3 separate regions of the Sus scrofa genome follow, and regions 1 and 2 are each linked to region 3. A link is a contact called in public HiChIP or PLAC-seq data. All regions are on one chromosome and are shown on one strand. The core of a region is the stretch at or near the end of the contact, and the rest is flanking DNA. Distances in the headings are between cores, read along the strand shown.

Region 1 (4,374 bases), core at 1,472-3,971, 430 kb before region 3:
AATTCTAGGCTCTGGAGAAAAAACCGAGACCAATAGCAGAGACAGCCTTTTCTGTCCAAGTACTTGCAAACTGGGAGGTAGGACTGGGCAGACAATCAAATAACAACAAATAAATATAGAATTGCAACTAGGACAAAGGCTAAGAGAGATAATGCTGGGTCCTTTGAATAACAAAATAGGGTACTTTCAATCTGCTGAGCTACATCAATGTAAGACAGAATCCAGAGAGCCCAGAAACAATCAATATGTCATTATGATAAGTGCAGATGTCAGACTCAGGAGCTATAGGTGGGAGAAGCCAGATCTTAGAATAGTCAGAAAATGCATCTTTACAGAGCATCTGTGCTTTATCTAAACCTGGGCAGTGTACCTCAGTCTAGAAATAAGCTGCAAATGTCCAAGAAATTATCTCATATTTACACCCTCAGTGCTCATCCTACAAGGTAGACCCTACAAGGTAATTGTTCCTTTTCTTAACTAGGTTGATGTTTCAAAATGGGCTAAAAATCTTAAAATAATGATACTCTGAAGCATATAGAGAGGGATTTGTTCTTACTTTTGAAGGAAAAAAAGAATGGTCTTTGATGCAAAGAATTGATGTGATATTGACTATCATCTTTGCCTACCATTTATCTTATCTACAGAAAAAATAATGACCTTTTCTCAAAATTCATGGTCAAGAGACTAAGTTAGTAACCAAGGTGTTTAAAAATTTCTCAGGAGTTGGTCAGAAAAGTCGAATTTCTTTTCTGTGAGGTCGCTTACCTAAGGAATAAGAACATAAGTTCATCTTTTAAAAAAAGCTCTAGGGAGTTCCTGCTGTAATGCAGTGGGTTAATGATCTGGCTTGTCTCTGTGGCAGTACTGGTTCATTCTCCGGCCTGGTGCAGTGGGTTAAAGATCCAGCATTGCTGCAGCTGTGGTGTAGGTCACAGATGTGGCTCAGAACCTATCCCTGTGTAGGAATTTCCATATTATGCTGTGGGTATGGCAAAAACAAACAAATAAACAAAAGAAAAAAACTAGCTCTACACAGGTTAAAATAGTCATCTTATTTCATTTTTTTAAGTTCTGTATTGATCCATGCAATATTGAGCATGTTACATGACAGCATAAGGAGAGATTCATTTTACATATAGTTATAGCTTATCTATGGCAAGGTTTTTCCTTTAATATGAAAAAAACCTCAACAAATGGACTTTATAGTCTTAATGCAAGTTAATTTGATATTGGGTGATTCAAATCAATACACCAAATATTATTCCATCTAATTTTCTTAAATATATTTGATCAATTGTATGGCAATCTATTTGATGGCTTTTTGGTAAGTCTTCACCATAGCTGGTGATGGTGGATCACTATTTGGTTGTCATACCATATATTGGCAGAATTCAGAGAGAACACTAATCATTCTCACATCAATCATCTGAGTTAATTAGCCATGTTATTGCATTGAATACATTTACCTTCTCAATAACTAAAATATAGGAAACTTGTTCTTTGGCTACAATATTTATTTTGTATATATTTTTTCCTGTGGAAATCTCATAATTTATAAAAATATTTAAAAAATCATTTGATGACTTATCTGTTCTCAAAAAGTATACTACAAATATCATTAAGCAACATTAAGTAGTAATTCTGACATTTTGATACACATTATAGCAATTGGCAACATATGGTACTGGAAACAGCTCTGGGCTAAAATTCAAATGATATGTTTTTTTAATTTACCCATTGTGAACGTTGGATACATGACTTAACCTACATATTTTTATTTTCTCATCTGTTAAATGGATATGTTTAACTAACTTAAGAGGTATATTTTAAGAATCAAAATGACAAATGAGGTATGCATATTGAAAACTTTGTGAAAAAGTATACGGTACATAGATATAGTTGTCCTTCAGAATCTGTAAGCAATTGGTCCCAAGAACAACCCCACTCCCTTCCACCCCAGCTTGCCTACCAACACCTGAGAATGCTCAAGTTTCTTATGTAAAATTATATTTGTGTATAATCTACACATATCCTCCCGTATATTTTAAATCATCTCTAGATTACTTGTAATATCTAATACAAAGTAAATGCTATGTAAATAGTTGCTAGCATATGAAAAATTCGAGTTTTGCTTTTTGGAACTTTCTAGAATTTTTTTTTCTGCTCTGCAGTGGTTGCCTCCATGGACATAGAACACATAGATATGGAGTGCCATTTTAACATGACAGATTGGACTCAATTGATAATTTTAATTATTTAATTTTAACCCTTTTCTGTTTTTGGCCACACTTGGCACATGGAAGTTCCTGGGTTGAGGATTTGACTCTCACCATGTCAGTGACCTGAGCCACAGCAGTGACAATGCTGGATCCTTAACCTGTTGAGCCACCAGGGAACTCTTTTAATGATGTGATGATAAGATGGATTTGGCTGAATAGGATAGGGAAAAAAATAACAGTGGCAGAAAAAATTATTTTCTCTCTCAAAACATTTCAGTGGTAGCAATCTTGGGCTAGTATGGTGGTCCTATGATATCATCACTGGCCCAGACCACTCTCATCACCCTTCTTTCTGTGGTTTCTAGACTTACCACTACATATATGAGTTCTAGCCATGAGAGCTGTCTTTTCTGTAGAATGCAGAGGAGGAAGGTGGAAAGGGCGAAAGAGTTCCCTTCCCAGCTGAGTCAACCTACTGTAAAAGGCACTCTTGGAAGAAACAAACGATGACTTCTGCTTGGCAGCTCTCCCCAGGGAGTCTGAAGAATTTAGTCTCTTAGCTGAGTTCATCAGTAGTTTCCTGTGGTCTACAAAACAAAACATCAAACTTCTGCTTTTATGTTACCAACTAGAAAAAAAATGTTGTGAAAGACATATTAGTATCCCTTCCAACTTACCCTACCCCTGAACCTCCCATGTTCCCATGTCCCACACCATCCCTGGTTTGGGGTAGGGTAGCAATGCTCAGAGAGTGTATCAGGGGTAGGCTGATGCTTAAATATATTTCAAACAGAGATACTTGGAAATAAAGAACCTGTTTTTCAATTTTCATATGGTCACTTTGATAATCTAAAAATATTAAATCCTTCATAATTTTTTTAGCAAATATTTATCGAACACTTACCATGTAGTGAATATGGCATAAAATTTTCCTACTGATTTGGAACTTATTGTGGATAAAATGGCAGACAATAAACAAGTCAAAAAATACTTCAAAATATAAGTGCTATGGAGATAACAAAATAGGTTGAACTAGGAGCAAGTATGCTATGAGTAGGGGAGTAGCATTTAGAAAGTGCAATGAAAGAAGGCTCCTTTAAGGAGGGAGAATTTGGGCTGAGATCAACAAGCAGTTTTGTAGGAAATTATAGTATTCATACTATTAACTAATGCTATTTAGCAATCTTTATAACGCAGTGGATGCAATTGCATGTGATATCTGTTCCTTTCTTCCTGTTTCTTTCCTATCCATAAACCAACTCATAGAACCAAAAAAGGATTTCCACTGGTGGGTCATGTAGGGGAAAAGAATGATGAGAACCAGGTCCACATAGACATTTCCTCCTTTTGTTGATTAGTTCTTGATCTACTAAACTGATTATTGCTTCGTATAATAATATGATATGATCAAACCGTATTAAAATGTCATTGACAACATCCCATGAAAAACTCAAGAATCCACCCACGCAGTAAGGAAGAATGTCAAGTATAATCTTTTTCCTTGTTTTCACTTATGGTAAAATGATGACATTTTGATTTTAAAATTATCTTGTTCTAAATTAGCTATTAATGTAGTTATAATGTTTTCATCAGCAAACATTTGTCTGTATCTTAAAGCTGAATTTTTTTTTTCCTGGTAGGAAGATTTGGGTTGCATTTTAGTCTTGTTAACTATTTTTAATGATGTAAAAAGTTCATTCAACATTTGGCACTTGCTGTATGCCATATACCGTACTAGCACAAAATGAGGCAAAACTAACTTAAGTATCAGGAAAAGGACCAGATTTCTGATATCCATTGCCCACTTCATGAAGTCAGATTTAAGGTGGCAGGGATGCATTTTGCTTAAACCCGCTGACCCAATAGTAAAATGTCCATTTCCACCCAATCTACCTTGATCTATTCATGGCTTCTTTTATAGTGAGGAGAGTCTGGGTGCATTCACTTTAGATAACTATCTATGTTTGTGGAATCTGATTGGACCCAAGCCAGTCTACAGTCTATGCCAAGAAGAAAAGAGTTTATAACTTGCCTTCGGGGCTCTTGATTCATCTCCTTGTGTGAGCAGCCTGCCGGCCAGCCCTGTGTTTGAGAGGAAGCTCCTTGGACTGGAACACATGTGGTTTGGCAGGGCCTGGTGTGAACATGTAAGTGC
Region 2 (4,763 bases), core at 1,239-3,738, 290 kb before region 3:
TCTCTCCTACAAGGCATTCTAAGGCACAGATATGCAAAGTTTACTTGATGTATCACCAACATTATCCAGTGGTGCATTTATTTTAGAAGAATTTTCCTCTAACAATCATCCTAAGGTTTGAAGAGTGGACAAGATTTCAACAAAAAGTTAGAAACAACTTAATGTATACTGAGCACTGTGCAAAGATTAAAGAAATAATAATATGGGTCTCATTCCCAAGAATTATATACATCCAAGAAAAATTATATGCACATATAAGCAATAGTTAGCATAAAGTATTTTAAGTGTGATATTATAAATATGGACAAAACCAGAAGGCCTATATATGTATGGCTTTTGACATGCAGTTGAGTTAGGAAAGATTCAGCAGAGCAGGTGATAGTTTTGAATTAAGAGTTGAGAATAAATAGGAACCAATCTCAGAGGAAGAGAGCAAAGCTCCTCCAGGCTTATCAAGGCCCATGTGCCAAGTCACAGAGGCATGGAACAATCATAGGAATTTGGACCTATAAGTAGCTCTGTGTTGTTCAAGTACAAAGGAGTGTGAGATGAGGCTGTAAAGGATTTTGCCATGGGACTTTGTTCTCTAAGAAATAGGAAACTTGGAGTTCCTGTCGTGGCGCAGTGGTTAACGAATCCGACTAGGAACCATGAGGTTGCGGGTTCGATCCCTGCCCTTGCTCAATGGGTTGATGATCCGGCATTGCCATGAGCTGTGGTGTAGGTTGCAGACGCAGCTCGGATCCCGCGTTGCTGTGGCTCTGGCATAGGCCGGTGGCTACAGCTCCAATTGGACCCCTAGCCTGGGAACCTCCATATGCCACAGGAGTGGCCCAAGAAATAGCAAGAAAAAAAAAAGGAAAAAAGAAAAAAATAAGAAATAGAAAACTTATGATAGATTTTAAGGTGGGAAGAGATAATATGACCATGTTTGCATCTGATAAAAAATAAACTATGTATTACAAATAATAGTCATACCCATTTAATACATTTAAATTTATAACCTCATATTCAATCTTCTTGCCCCTTCCAATATCTGAAGGGCTCAATATTACATAAGTTTAAGCAAAAGCAAGTCTTAGGCATTTCATACTTCTTATGTGGGGCTCATGTAAGAATAGCTGGTAGTTGGAATTCCCATTGTGGCTCAGGGGTTAGGAACACGACTAGTATCCCTGAGGATGCGGATTCGATCCCTGGCCTCACTTGGTACGTTAAGGATCCAGAGTTGCCTTGAGCTTTGGTGTAGTTCACAGATATGGCTTGGATACTGCATTGCTGTTGCTGTGGAGTAGGCTGGCAGCTGCAGCTTATATTTGACCCCTAACCTGGGACCTTCCATATGCTGCAGGTGCAGCCCTAAAAAGCAAAAAAGAAAAGAAAAAGAATAGCTGGTAGTTTCTTTCTTACTGTTATGAAAACATAAAGAGAAAATGTGCCATGTTAAAACAGGAAACTTCCTTTCTTTATACATTTTCTAGTAAGTGTCAAAGCCAAATGAAAAGAAAAATTATTTCCAGAATGCTTTCAACTGTCTTGTCCTCCCAGGACTTCTTAGTGGAGGGAAGATCCTGCCCTTTGAAAGCATAGACCGTGCTTGTCTGTGCTCTTCACTTCTGCCCTATATCTGTCTGCCTGACAACTATTCACAGAGTCAGCCTTCATTCCCTATTTCCAAATAAGAATTTAACTCAAGTTATATTAAGAAGAAAAAAATGTAGGTTATATATGCAATGGAAAATATCCATCCATGAGTGGTTTTCTCTTATGAATTTTTTTTTGCCCATGCCTATGCATGCAGAATTTCCCAGGACAAGGATTGAATCCTCACCACAGCAGCAACCTGAGACACAGCAGTGACAATGCCAACTCCTTAACTGCTACACTGCCAGGAAACTCCTCTTATGAATATTTGACAATTGACATTTTTATGTTGCTTAATATAAAGATGATCACCATGGTGACAGGAGTGAAGGTTCGCAGGCCCATTTGTGGTCATTAACCCATCTCCCTCTCTCTGTCTCATATCCCTCTCTTGCCATAATGACTCAGAGGATCAGGCAGGGCACCAGCACAACTCCATGTTCAAATTCTGGCTGGGGTCCACACAGATTTCACAGTCCATGGCTATTAGTGCAAAAGCACATGAGTCCTGATTTTATGGAAAAATAGACAATTTCTGTTCAGATCTTGGGTTCTTTATAGGAAATGTCCTGCATGAGGAGAGCAGTGGAAGAGAAGCAGTTGATAGATAAATAGGATAACATGGCATCTCAGTGTCTCATGGATATCATCCTCACAGATAAAACCTAAGTCTCTCTGTGTGACTGACATGTAGGCCTTTATCCATTTCTAATGAAAGAGCAGAGAAGTTACTCTCCTGTGGCTTTTGCTGGTACTTTTTATAGCCAAAGTGTGGTAGGAAGTAGGCCCCAAGTTCCCTTGGCAACAAGTAGAGTCGAAGCAATACAAAGAAATCTGAATCATCAGTGAATCATCTGAGGATTTGTTTCCAATCCTTGGAAATAATTTACTGATTGTTTTTTTCTCTGTGTGGTGTTTACTTACTCCAAGGGAAGAGCACAGGAAACGTAAGAGTGCACTTTGGTCAATCACTTAAGAATCACAGTGAATGCTCCAAGTGGGCCTTAATATCACTATCCAAATAAATACATAAATAAATACCGTGCTTTCTTCATTAAGACAATACTCACATTTGAAGGGAACTGATAGGCAACACATCAGAGTATCAGCAGTGGGGAAATTCCCTTCTCCAAAGAAATAACCTGATGTCCCCAGAAAAGGGTTTCAGGATGTTGCTGCATTTAAACTAAATTTTTCTTAGCATCAAGGAAAGGTGATGTCTACACAGCTCATTGTTAATACCAGAGGGCATTTTCAGATGCCGACAAAGAGAACTGATATGGTTACACCTGAATCATGAGCACATGCATACACACACACATAAATACACACACACACACACACACACACACACACACACACCAGTACACAATATCTGACACTTCTAGACATCAGTTATTCAGTTTCTCCTACTATTTTTTTCCACAGGATATATCTCTTCTATAAGCCCTTTATCTTTATTCCTATTGATTCTCCCTAATTTCAAGATTTATCACTTTGTTCTCTTGGTTTAGATCGTCGTTTACTCCAATCTTTGTGCAGAGAGAAACAACTTCCTCTAACTATACTTTTTCTCATGTCAGCCTCCCATTCAAAACTCATTGAGGAGGCTCAGTGGCTTCTTGTGGACCATGGCTTATTTATCGTCATATTCACAACATGTATCATAGTGCCTGACCCCTAAAATATGTTCAATAAATGATTATTGAATGATTTATAATAATTGTGGATTTTTTATTTATACACTCCCCCATAAAAGATCTAAATCTACTTTTAAGCATAAGTCTAATGTCCTAAGTGTTTGCATCCATAGCTACTAGCATGGTCTCTGGTGTATTGTTCCTTCTCAACTACCATTTATTGAAACAGTGAATCAAATATTGTAGTCTCCCCTACCTAGGGGACCTCATCTCCTACCAGTCCCCTCCTTCCTGTGAGGTGATCCTTTGTACCTGTCAAGCTCCATGTAATCACCCATACCATTTACTTCAGATGAAGGATCACCACCTACCTAAGTTCTATCCTTCAAGGCCCAGTCCAAGTCTCATCCTATTCACAAAGGGAGAGATTTTCTGATTCTTCAGTCCTCACCAATCTCCATGTTCTTTAAACTCATAGTGTATACAGCCTTTTTGCAAATGTCGTCCCTAATAATCTATTATTTGCTTCCTTTCTGACTCCTGGGTGATAGCACTTATTTCCTAATCCTTGGCATCTCCCACATACTGATGACACTCAGCTCCTTTATCTCCTATATTCGATTCACTGTCTCAATAAATGGTAGTTGAGAAGGTACAATATACCAGAGACCATGCTAGTAGCTAGGGATACAAACACTTAGGACATTAGACTTATGCTTAAAAGTAGATGTAGATCTATTATGGGGGAGTGTATAAATAAAAAATCCACAATTATTATTAAAAAAGTATAGTTAGAGGAAGTTGTTTCTCTCTCTGCACAAAGATTGGAGTAAAGGACAATCTGAACGAAGGTAGTTGCCCTTATGTCTTGTCAAATCATCAAAACTCAATGTCTTATAAGCATCTCAGACTCAAAAGTGTTCAAAAGTTAGTTCATGTTAAATTTTGTAGGTCTGCTAATTGTATTGTTTTTTGCTATAAGAAGTCCTTTTGCCCTTAGAGATGCATATTGAAATACTTACAAATGATATCAATGATATGTTGTCTCAAATTTATTTCAAAATAATATGGAGGGGGATAAAACGAAACAGTTATGTTATCCTATGAGCCTGTGTTTGAAATTTTCAAAATACAACTGCTTAAAACTTTAAGCAGTTTCCTCTATTATCACCTTTAGTCACTTCAAACCTGCTCCTCCTTTGCTTAAATGCATCATTTCCCCCCAACCCTGTCCCAACCTCTGGGATATTTACAATGGGGGGCAGAGATTGACATGTAAAGATGATCTTGTTTGTTTGTTTATTCATTTATTTATTTTTTATTTTTAGGGCCACACCTGTGGCATATGGATGTTTCCAGGCTAGGGGTTGAATCAGAGCTACAAATGCCAACCTACACCACAGACACAGCAACGTAGGGTCTGAGCCACATCTGTGACCCACACCACAGCTCATGACAATGCCGGATCCCCAGCTCACT
Region 3 (4,685 bases), core at 966-3,465:
AAAAAGAGAGAACAGACAGACTTTCCCTCCCTTCTCTAAACTGAAGACTCTTACTAAGCATACTTTCATCATTTAGAATAAATCACAGCTGTAAATAAAAAAAAAGATGATTTGCAAAACTGTGAACTGTGGCGTTGCTCACAATCTTACTGTAACAACATAGATGGACTTACAAAATACCATGTTTTCCTTTACTTTTTTTATGGGCTTTTTGCCTCACCATCAACTCAAGGATAAGAGTCGTTTACTGTAGTGACATCTACAGGCACCTTCAGAGAAAAACATACTCAACTCTGAAATTAAAACATTCTCATTCCCCCAATCAGGAATTCCTGTGTGGGTTCAGACTGATGGCTAATGGCTTCAGCATACTACCACATAGAAGGGAGACCTTATTCCAGATTCACCTGAGTCTTAAAACACATCTATTGTCTCCAAAACTAATTTTCATCATTCATCTCCAATTGGCTTGTTTATGCCTGTTTCACTCACATAAGTTATGCATTTTATGCAATTTAAGTATATAAGGGAGACTACTGAGGTCTCATATGTATAGCCTTGCTGCCCTCATGCTTCCTGAGTGGTAGAAATGTGTGCTCCTGGCCCAAGATACTACCAGTGGAAAGGATGATCAGCTTCTTGCAGATGGCCTGACTTACAAGAGCTGGAAGACTGTAGAAGCCCACGAGGTTGGGTAACCTTGAAAGAGATTTTACCCAAGATGACATTTTACTTGCCACATCTGATTGACCCCAGTTCAAGTGAAGCTGTGGAGTGGTGGGTACAGGCAAAGAGAGCAGATGAAATGGGTTAGCCAGAGAGAACATCTCCTACAGTAAGATCCTGTGCAGTGTCCAAGATGAGGGAGGGGCAAAATGTCTACACTGAAAAGCCCACAATCCTGCCATGCCAGAGAGCACTTGAGAGCCAAGTAAGATCTTCTAACAGCACCAGCTAAGTAAATAAGACTTTTCTGCCTTTATATATTACTCCCATGTCCCATCCAACCCTGAGGCAAAGGATGGCAATTCAGGAAGATATGAAGTAAAAAACAAAAGGGGAACACGACTTCCTTTCCCAAAGTTCTGAGTCAGGACCAAGAGAAAGGGAAAACCTTTAAACTGAAAACAAGAAGTTCAATTTAGACTGTATTTTACTACCTTAAAAATGAAACTGAAAATGGATAGAAATTATCTCCTACATGTGAGTAAGAAAGGAATATTTGATAATGAAATTTTCAAATATGATAGGAGAAAAACTAAGCTCTTCCTAATTTTATACTAGAGCCCAGCCCATGGAGTTGGCTCAGTTGGGATTTTATTTCCTACTACCGTCTTTTCTTTTTCAGCTAATCAGTCAGCTGGTTTTAGGGAGGGCTCGAGTGAAAAAGAAGGATATTTTTGTCCTTGTTTCAAATTCAGGAAAATGTCATGGATATTAGAGTTATTCTAAAGCAGAATTATTTTATTTATAGATTTGAATTTGTATAACCATTTAAATTTCTCTCCCTCATAATAATACTTTATATAGAATGTTGCCTCTGTTCTATGAGAATACAAGGGCAAACTTCTCTTCCAGACTTTTATTTAGCCAGACGTAAACCAGATTTTTGATCCCCCAACTTTCCCACTCCCCAAAGTGAGGCTTTTATTTCCTGATCTGAATAAAGTTTCGTGGCATTGTCTGAAAGTGTCCCCCTTCTGTGAAAGCTAATTTATCTTTGCTGAAGGCTCTTCTGAATTCCCTACCCCTCACCCCCAGGAGGAAGTTCCCATGGCCAGAATGTGCTTTATGTCTCCAAATGGCTTTCGTAGGAGACTGTCTTGCAGACTGATTTACACTGATCAGACGTGAGGATTTTGAAACTTCACAAATATTTACCAAAAGGATTTACAGATACTTGGTATTTTTTTTAATAAACGCCTGTTGATACAACTGCCACATCAGCTGCCTAAAAGATAAAATGAATTACTCATCAGCATAAAATTAAACAAAAGACCCACTAGCAATCCTATAACCTCCTGAGAACCATAGGACAATGAAGATAAGGGTCCAAGGAAAAGGTTCTGGAATTATTTTTTCATCCCATGCAGGATGAATTATGCTGTTCAGGTAAGAGTAATGAAACAGAGGAAGAGGGGAGGAAGTGTTTTCAGGAACCAATTTACTGATAGTAAAGACCAGGAAGTAGTGATATGTGTTGCGCAAATATCCACTTCCTTGTCCCTTGTACACACAAGGTCCAATCACACCTCTGAGTCATCCACCAGCTGTCACTCTCCTGTCTCCAGCAATCTCCCACCTTCCCAGCTTCTTCCACTAGAACTCAGACAATGCTCAAGATTCAAGGACACAGGGATGGGGTGAAGAAGGATTTCTGTGTGTCCTTTTCCCTCTCTGGGCAGATCATTGCCCTTGCCATCACCACCATGGAGTGGGAAATCAGGAGCCAGCCAGTGCCCACTGGAGGTGGCAGAATATGATTTAGGACACAGCTCTGGATGATCTGAGAGGTTTAGTGTTAACAACATGAATTAAGAAAATTTGTTTACCTCTGAGCATTTCTTCCTCCAATTTTCCCACTTTGTCCTTCTCCCCAGCCCCAGCCTTCTTAAAAAGCTCTCCTGGGGGGAAAATTCAGCAACAACCATCCATCCAACTAAGCTTATCAAGAGGATCTCCTCACACATTACCATTTAAGGTTGCTAGCATGCTCTGGGAAATATGAATTCAAAGGCAAGAGCAACACTGAGCATCCTAGGAGCATAATAATTAACGGAAAAATTATGTATAGTGTTTACTAAACCAGAATTAACCAACCAAAAACAAGATTTGAAAGTAAACATATGAAATATATTTTTCTTTTGTCTTTTTAGGGCCACGCCCACTCTAAAAAGGTTCCTGGCTGGGAGTCCAGTCAGAGCTATAGCTGCCAGCCTATCCCATAGCTCACTGCAATGCTGGATCCTTAACCCCCTGAGGAAGGCATTAATCAAACCCACGTCTTCATGGATACTAGTTGAGGCCATTAACCACTGAGCCATGATGGGAACTCTAGACATATGAAATATCTTGAAAGAGACAGGGAAAATATTAAACACAAGAAATGGGGGTTTGGGGTGGGGGCAGGGGAAGTCATATAAAAAGTGGAGATGTTACTAGGGCAATAGATTTGGAAAAATAATTTAGGAAATTGATTAATTATTATGGATAGATACAGCTGCAGAACTAGAAGATTAAGTGGAGGAACTTGCCCAAAGTGGTACAGTATATTCTCCAAAGTATTGCTTAATGCATTTTAAATAACCTTCTATCCATTACAATCTAATATAATCTCCTTTTCAGAATATCATTTCTTCTCCCTATTAAAGTCATAATCTAATTGCCTTCCCCTCCATTCATATTACTAACCTAAAAACATAACATACCAGGGCCCAGTACCTGCATTCAGATGGAAGATGACTTCTCAGTTTTATTTTACATCTCATGTTGGTGGTGGATGCCTGGCTACACTTGTATAAATAAAAGTGTCAATCCTGGTGATTGTTTCCAACCCAAGATGGTTTGGCCTCTGACATTTTCACTTCCCAATAATGAAATTGCCTGTGACCAACACCTTCTATCATGCTCCACCCCCTAAAAATAGCAAATATAGCGCTAAATGGATAATTAATAAATAAATACATAAATCCATTTCACCAGGTACCTTATTATATAGAGTGAGATTTGACATGTCCAAGGAAACATTTATGCTGTATTCTACCATAAATTGCTCAAAAAACAAAACTAAGAGAATGGCTTTAAGAATTTGAAATATTTGTTCTTTTTTTTATAACAGGCCAATGAGTACATTTGAACACATTCAAATTTATATATTCATTTGATCTGGAGCAAAACACTTTGGACTGGGATTAGATCCAAATTCCATATACAGCCTCAGTACTAGTTGGGGATGCCATAACAGGCAGGCCCTCTCAACCCTACCATGCACTACTGCAAGTACTCTGAAGTGTAACAGTTTGAATTACAAAATAATTTCCCTAAGACCCCAGAATTTTAAGTTATGCCTTTAAAATTGTGACATCATATGAGACATATAACATGAATTCCCAGATCAAAAATAGGACATTAATTTCATTCACACTACAGAAGGTTACAGAGGAGTGACGGGAAGAATGAATTGGGGGTTTAGGATTGGCATATGCAGACTAAGGTATATGGAATGATTGGCCAACAGGGACCCAATGTACAGCACAGAGAACTCTAACTCATATTTTCTGATAATCTATGGGGGAAAAGAAGCTGAAAGAGAATGGATGTGTATACACATATAAGTGAATCACTTTGTTGAACAGCAAAAATTATCACAACCTTGTAAATCAACTATACTTCAATAAAACTTTAAAAAATGGGGGGAAAGATTATTAAACACCTACAGTGTGCCAGGTGTTCTTTTTTTTAAAACAGGAAAGAAAAATCCCCATAGTCATGAAAATAACTTAGGTTATTTGAAAGAAAAATTTTACATGAAGAGAATCACTTATGTTAGTTGTTTTATAATCACAACTGTGATATATGACAGCATTGGCTTCTGATGTACTAATTTTAGTAGTCCTTAATCCACAGATAACGATGACACTTTAAAAGATTCATCTAGAGAAAACCCAGAAATATACTGGAAAAGT

What was found. HiChIP or PLAC-seq counts read pairs in DNA pulled down with a chosen protein or histone mark.
Region 1: a contact with region 3 is called in an H3K27ac HiChIP or PLAC-seq map of alveolar macrophages. The contact joins two enhancer-like sites. A contact is called at or near these places in 1 of 47 Hi-C or Micro-C datasets (embryonic fibroblasts) and 1 of 2 datasets of contacts at active chromatin or transcription factors (alveolar macrophages).
Region 2: an H3K27ac HiChIP or PLAC-seq map of alveolar macrophages shows a contact between it and region 3. The contact joins two enhancer-like sites. A contact is called at or near these places in 2 of 47 Hi-C or Micro-C datasets (embryonic fibroblasts and fetal heart ventricle) and 1 of 2 datasets of contacts at active chromatin or transcription factors (alveolar macrophages).

What each region holds. Positions count from the first base shown.
Region 1 is chr9:86,319,605-86,323,978 of Sscrofa11.1, forward strand. No RefSeq gene overlaps it. Among named protein-coding and RNA genes, the nearest start is that of AHR, 190 kb to the right of the region's middle. Within about 2 kb of position 2,722, at least 9 of the 83 cell types and tissues checked have an H3K27ac peak or open chromatin away from gene starts, as enhancers often do. A contact at or near this core is called in alveolar macrophages, where this site is marked.
Region 2 is chr9:86,456,048-86,460,810 of Sscrofa11.1, forward strand. No RefSeq gene overlaps it. Among named protein-coding and RNA genes, the nearest start is that of AHR, 53 kb to the right of the region's middle. Within about 2 kb of position 2,489, at least 16 of the 83 cell types and tissues checked have an H3K27ac peak or open chromatin away from gene starts, as enhancers often do. A contact at or near this core is called in alveolar macrophages, where this site is marked.
Region 3 is chr9:86,748,421-86,753,105 of Sscrofa11.1, forward strand. The region is part of intron 2 of LOC110255481 (a long non-coding RNA gene); the gene reads right to left. Among named protein-coding and RNA genes, the nearest start is that of AHR, 240 kb to the left of the region's middle. Within about 2 kb of position 2,216, at least 11 of the 83 cell types and tissues checked have an H3K27ac peak or open chromatin away from gene starts, as enhancers often do. A contact at or near this core is called in alveolar macrophages, where this site is marked.